Regions from separate parts of the Mus musculus genome. Here region 2 is linked to region 1. A link is a contact called in public Hi-C data. All regions are on one chromosome and are shown on one strand. The core of a region is the stretch at or near the end of the contact, and the rest is flanking DNA. Distances in the headings are between cores, read along the strand shown. Region 1 has its middle 35 kb from the start of Gm33404. Region 2 has its middle 44 kb from the start of Gm33404.

What was found. Hi-C and Micro-C count contacts between places; a contact is called where the count stands out from the background.
Region 2: a contact with region 1 is called in a Hi-C map of pro-B cells, with 2.7 times the contacts expected there. The contact joins two enhancer-like sites. A contact is called at or near these places in 1 of 39 promoter capture datasets (the C10 cell line), 2 of 15 datasets of contacts at CTCF or cohesin (large pre-B cells and pro-B cells) and 5 of 484 Hi-C or Micro-C datasets (the 63-12 cell line, the C10 cell line, cumulus cells and 2 more).

Annotation. Positions count from the first base shown.
Region 1 is chr1:166,817,968-166,821,371 of GRCm38.p6, reverse strand. No RefSeq gene overlaps it. Among named protein-coding and RNA genes, the nearest start is that of Gm33404, 35 kb to the left of the region's middle. Within about 2 kb of position 1,776, at least 60 of the 459 cell types and tissues checked have an H3K27ac peak or open chromatin away from gene starts, as enhancers often do. A contact at or near this core is called in the 63-12 cell line, pre-B cells and pro-B cells, where this site is marked.
Region 2 is chr1:166,897,901-166,901,304 of GRCm38.p6, reverse strand. No RefSeq gene overlaps it. Among named protein-coding and RNA genes, the nearest start is that of Gm33404, 44 kb to the right of the region's middle. Within about 2 kb of position 1,889, at least 45 of the 459 cell types and tissues checked have an H3K27ac peak or open chromatin away from gene starts, as enhancers often do. A contact at or near this core is called in the 63-12 cell line, pre-B cells and pro-B cells, where this site is marked.

The DNA of each region.
Region 1 (3,404 bases), core at 527-3,026:
GCATGTGCATGTGAGTGCAGTGCTCATGGAGGCCAGAAGAGGGCGCCAGATCTCGTGGCTCTCGAGTTACAGGCACTTGGGAGCTGTCCCATGTGAGTGCTGGGAAGGAAATTCTGTTCTTCAGTATGTACTCTTAACCACTGAGTGCTCTCTCCAGCCTGAAAAATAAACACTAAAAAAAAAAAAAAAGACTTCCAGAAGAGACAGCAGAGAGGGAGGTATAAACAAATGCCACAACAAAAGCAATAATAATGCAGAGGAAGAAGATGAGAGAAAAATCAGCAATTACCACATCCCCCTAAGAATAGTGTTCACGTTTAATGCAGGTTTTAAAGTTTAGTATGTTCACTGTTCCGATTTTACACCTAGATTTTACAGAACTGTATTCATACAGTCGGCTACTGTATATTCTTCATCTATTACCACGAAATAACATTTTCCCATGTCATTTGTTTATAATTTTTATTTTACTTTATGTGTTTCAGTGTTTTTCTTGCACATGTGTCTGTATACTATGTGAGTGCCTGGCGCCCGCAGAGCTTAGAAGAGGAGAGCAGATCTTCTGGAATTGGAGTTCCAATCAGGTGGGTGCTGAGAACCAATCCTGAGTCCTCTAGAAGAACAACCACCTCACCACCCCTCCCCACGTTATTATGTCATATTAATATTGAGAGGCATTTTTAAGTGTCTGCATGATAGCCCAGAGAGGGGCTGGGTTCCCATTTACTTCTACCATTGCCGTGTCTGCTTCTTTGTCCCCAGCACTACTCAAAGGTTAAGCCCTCAGCAAATGAACCATTGCTCTTCCTGGACTTCAGCCATGTGATTAGGGGACAGGTATTGGGCTGGGTGAGGGATCCTACTTATCATACACCCCCTCCATCCTTTGGCTACCTTGCTGAGAGAGGCTGAAGCATAACTCATCAGAAGTTCCTTGGAGAGAACCCAGGTGAGGTGGGTAATCCTGGAGCTACCATGTCAGCCTGGGCTCCCAGAACAGCCAGCCTGAGAACTTCAAGCAGAGAGAAATGGAGAGGAGAGAAGGATGAGAGAGCCAGGGACTGGAAGAGAGGGGACACAGAGGAGAGGATTGAGCCCAACAGCTGTTACTCCACTGAGTAAGGCTCCTGGAACTCACCTCACTCTACGCCTTCCTGGAATCTGTCACATCAGCTGACATCTCCTTTACGTCTCTCATGCTCACGTGACATGACCGTCTTTTTTTAATTTACAAATTATTACGCTTTCCCTAGCATAACTTCAGGAATGGGAGTTTAATATTCAAGGTTTTTAGAGCAGATGGTTGATAAACATTGTCAAAGCGAACTGACCTAAGAGAACTTCCCCAGGAGAGAATCAGACAGTATCCAGTCCGGGCTTCAGAAGCCGGCTGACAGAGGGTTGAATTGTGAATTCTAAGATATTTGACAATTGACTTCATATATATGATATTTTCTTCACTTTCATATTCATTAACACTATAACCTCTAGCATTTGTTGAAGCTCCTGTGTGAGGCATATGGTAACCCGTGGTTTGCAGTTCTGGGTAAATTAATCCCAAGGGCATTCTTTCTCATGGCCTTGTTATGATCTGTAAAGCGAGAATGGACTGAAATAGCCAACAGGAAGCATCAAGCTGAGACAATGTTTTTCTCCTCCTTTTTCCTTCGGGGTATAATCTTAACCCTTCCTGTGCGGCCAGAATACAGAAGCCCCTTGACTTTTGCACAGACAAATCTGTTTCCTGTTTGTCACTCTAACTTGCTATCCGTCATCTCCTGGCCTTTGTACAGCAGTTGGTGTGAGATCAGAAATGACGCAAGCCACACAAGACTGGAGCCCAGCAGATGCAAGTAATATGCCGTGCTCTGAGGAAGAATAAAAGTCACAAAGACGCCAACTTTCTTTAGTTTGTAAATTTAATCCAGTTGTCCACAAACCAAGAAAGCTGGTTCTGAAGTTCACACGGAAACTTAGACAAACTGGAGCGACCAAGGGCGTTTCTGAGGACAAACATTAGTGAGGGCAAATTAGCCTCTTCTCAAGAGCAATGGCGTTCTACAACTTCAGTAATGAAAACAGTGGGATGTGGGTATCTGAGTGGACAAACAGACCATAAAACAGACTAGAAAAGCTAGAAAAAGGTCCAGCTAAGGAAATGATTTTGTAGATTTAGTAGTGAAGGGTGTGTGTGTGTCAAAATCCACATTAAACAGCACACCATTGGCAAGGTTCTGGACACAGGAAGAAGTGCCACAAATCACAGACTGGAATTCTATAAGGGGAGAGCTGCTCATAGTGAGGAAAACTACATATGCACCAGACCTTCCTCTAGAATCTTGTCTGTAGATTAAAATGTACATATGTAAAAATGTTAGGTGTGCAAAAGTTATTTTAGCCAATATATAGTAAGAAGTACAAGTGTCTGGCAATGGGAGCCTGGATAAACTGTGGTCTAACTGCACATTCGAATGCTAATCAGTTTCAACACCACACAGGAAGTGGCAGGGAGGCATCGAGGCAGTGAGGCAGCCGTTACTGAGCTCAGTGGGTGAAGAAAGCTTACAGCAAAAGCCTAAAGACCTGAGTCCAATCTCCAGAATCCATGTGAAAAAGCCAGGCATGGGGCGCATGCGTATTACCCAAGCATGGAGAAGCAGAGACAGGAAGATCCCTGAGGTTGGCTTAGCAGCCAGCCTAGCCACTCTGGAAGAGTTCTAGGTCAGTAAGAGACCCTTCAAACAAAGAAAGAAACAAAGTGAACAAAGCTTCCTGTGGAATGGACTAAGGTCCTCCTCTAGCCTTCACATGCACAGGTACACACAAGCACACATGCATACCATACACATGCACATACATGTAATCATATGAACAGGTATACACACACATAGAGACACACACAGGAGGACACACCACACACACACACACACACACACACACACACACACATACACACACACACACACACACACACACACACACACACACATCTGCCAGGTATGGTAGTGCATGCCTCTAGTCCCACACTAGGAGCAGGGAAGCAGGAGGATCAAGGTCAGAGTGTCAGCTAGTTTGGGCAAAGCCAGCCTGGGCAAATATCTCAGAAACAAAAATCAAATAAGCAAACAAATGAAAATAGGTGGCAAGATTGAATACTGTGTAATCCATCTGAATAGCAGAGGGAAGTGTTGAATGTGTTCGTAGTTGCTGCTATCTGTGTAAAGAAACACTGCAGAATTACGCAAGACAGGTGCCCTGTGAGGAAAGGGGGAGTCTATTAGGTGGTGATGAAAGATATGCTTCTCAAATGTCAGTTTTGTCATTTTTTTCTTGGATATTTTGTTTATTGACATTTCATATATTTTTCCCTTTCCAGGTCTCCCCTTCGGAAACCCCCATCCCAT
Region 2 (3,404 bases), core at 640-3,139, 80 kb before region 1:
TAGCCCAGATTAGAAAACTGAAGGATTGACAAAGAGAGATTGGACGGAAAGTATTTCCTCAGAAAGAAACAAGGTGTAACCTTACTCCACCACAATAAAAATCAAACGGAGAAGTGGCGACCGTCTAAAGAGAATTACTGAATATTTTAGGAATCACTTCCCTTATACTTTAAAATGCAGTGCTTCTTGATGTCTGTAGAGTTGTCTGGGCAGCTTTGGCCTTTTGCAAGTCCATCCTTCCCCGATCTGCATCTCTAGTCTCTTAAGAAGCAATGTCTAGAAGCTGGTACTTATGGGGGTGCTTAGTACTTACCATGTACAGTATGGTGCTTAGTACCATGCTTAGTACCTACCATGTACAGTATGTCTTTAGTACCTGGAAAGAGAAAGAAAAGGCTGGGGGGAGAGCTGAGAACTGGGGGAGGTGAGGAAGGGGGTAATTTCACAGCCCCTAGTTGACAAGGACAGAGCTCAGGAAGCTTGCTCGCTGGCAGCTGGCTGAGCGGAAACAAATCCCGGCATCTAGTGAACTCCTCAGCTTCAGGGCTTTTGGCCAAAAAAGCTTTAAGTTTCTTCGTGGCTGCACATTTGCTCCTGCCTCTGAATAGACTCAAACCCCGCCATCAATCTCTCCCTTCCTTTTCTTCCTGCTCAGTTGCCTCCTCCGATTCTACTCACATGACAAAGGGGCCTGTGGGAAGGGATATATGGTTGGAGTTGCCAGAGGGATGTTCAAAGGACAGCAGAGCGCCTTACAAATGATTTAATCAGAACTCTCCCCATTCTGCCAAAAAGGGGTTTTCTCCAGGCCCCAGCTGGCTGACAGTGTAGACCTGGCTTGTTCCTCTCCCTTCTCCCCTGTGTTTCACAGGGTTATTAGAAGATGGACGATACAATTTCGAAAGAAATGCTCTGTAAATTGCAGCCCATAAGCATCTATTATTGGAGTGAGTGTGTCTGTCTGTATGTGTCTGCATCAAAAAAGAGAAGGCTCTTGCTAGATGGTTAGCCAGGTGGTTAAACCTCTGGCTCTAAAAAACATAGGCTCACCTCTCATACCCTGGCTCTGTTATTGGCAGATACTTAGCAGGTTCCAGTGACTCAGGTTCTCACCTGAGAGAAGTGGAAATACCAGTTTCCTTGATGTGGCTCTGTCACTTGATCTCTTGCTCAGGTCCTAGCACATCGGCAATTCTTATAGTAAACAACATAAAAATAAATGAACAAATGAGGACTCACTTCCTCAAAATATGTAGATATTACGGCCATTTACTAGAAAGTTCATCTCCATAGCAGCACGGTGCTTCCCACCTCTTGGTCAACAGGTGGTTGTTGAGTCTAGCCATAGACAAAGCAAATTGCCAAATAAAATGTATGAAACCAGGGCAGGGTGACTGGGTACTCTGACTATCCAGAGTAAGAGTGGTACTTGGGGGCAATAAGTGAGCCTAGCTACAAGAGGAGCCGGGTCAGAGGCTGACCTACTGGGTAGTAAACAGAGTTCAAAGTTTGAGCCTGGGTAGCACAGAGATGCAGGGAGTCACTGTGTCGTTGGTGGGGAGGGCAGGCCAGGATGCAGGTGGAAAAACGTTGCCACAAACCCATTTATGGTTAAGAGGTTTCTGAAGAACAAGCATCCTGTGGCTTTTCCTGGGGAGCTGTGAGCGAACATGTATTCATCCACTCGAGGCACTGGAAACAGACCAAAGAAAAGGCTCTATCGGAGTCTAACTTAATGAACCAGTCAGTTCACAGAGATTACTTCTGGGAGCATGGGTGAAAGATAACTTGGAGAAGTATGATTTCCTCAGGGCGCAGCTACATCATTAGAAAACCCCACCCCAGCATGGATGATAACTTGTGACAGCTGCGTCCCTGAAGCTTCCTGTGTGACTTCCGGGTGGTTCCTCTGGCCAAATAAAATATTCTCCTGAGACAGTGTTTACTGCTTTCGTAACCTTAGGGAGGCATCTTGTAAAGCTTATAGCTTTCTGAGTCTTAAAAGTTTTCTTAGCTTAATGAGTCTTAGGAGCCTTTCTCTTCCTTCTCAGAGAGGATATTTCAATTAGGAAGTAATAGTTACTTAACACCTAGGATCCATGGATTTCCTCTGATAATTTTCCTATCTTACATAAGTAGCTAAGTTATATCTATTTTTATTAAAGATTTGTATTTAAGAATATTATTTTATATTTTATTTGTATGAACTATTTGCCTGGGTGTATGTCTGTGTACCATGTGCACACCGAGTGCTCACAGAGGTCAGAAGATGCCATCAGCTCCTCCAGCACTGGAGTTAGAGATGACTGTGAGACACTGTGTATTCTGGGAACTGAATCTGGCTTCTCTGGATGAGCTGCCAGGTCTCTTGATCATTGAGCCATCTGTCCAGCCCCCACATTTTGTGTGTTCTCCTCCCACAGTGCTCTCTAAAGTGTACAAGCTGTAGAATCACTGTTACCTGTATCTACCTCTGATCACAATACGTCTGTTACACAGGGCTGTCCTTCATAGAGAAAGAATATGGGAGTTGAGATATGATCTCTGGCCAAAAGTTTATACAAGGCGATAGGAGTTTTGCAGCCTGTTTTGTCTTGTAGTGGCAACAAGTTCATGGAAGGCATGGGTGCCTCTACTGTCAAAGCAAACAGCTCCTAAATATATTCTAGGATGGAATTACTTTCAAAGTTGAAGCTTAGAATTTAGTTCTGGGGAAAATTAATGTTCTTAATAAAATGTTCAATCTTAGTTTCCTGTAATCAAGAGAGTTGAGACTGTTTCTGGGGGGAAAAATTACCTACCAGCCAGCTGACTGTCACTAAAAACCTAGACCTTTCATCCAAGAGCTATTTGGTGTCTAGTTTGGCAATGGTTATCAGAGCATTATATTTTCACGTATAATTTGCTCACCAACAGGGACTCTGGATTGGCTCATGGCTGGCTTTGTTCACCAGGGCAAAATTACAGCAAATTGTCATTCTTAGGACTAACATTTCCAGCATGTGTCCGTGTCGTGTCCCCCCCCCCCCCTGCGTCTATCACCCTTGACCGGCTCAACATCTGCCATTCCCCTGTGCATTCGTCTGGATTTCTTGTCTCTATCTTGCTTTGTTAAATGTTTCGATGCAGCCATTGTCTTTCCTCAACTGAATGGGAAGCTTTGAAAACAAGCAACAAACTTGAGGTACAGATTCTTGCTTACTTCTTCCAAAGTTCTTTTTATTGCCTTATTCTTGTAATCTTGGTCCCCTGGAATCTGTCACAGGGCTGGACCAGATGGAGGGCTCAGTGAATATTGGAAGATGGACTGGTTATTTCCTTGGGGGACTGGGAGATGAGCTAAGGCTCCATCTTTTTTATACACCATAGTGGATCCCAGCTTACTCTGGTTTGTTGATCAAGGC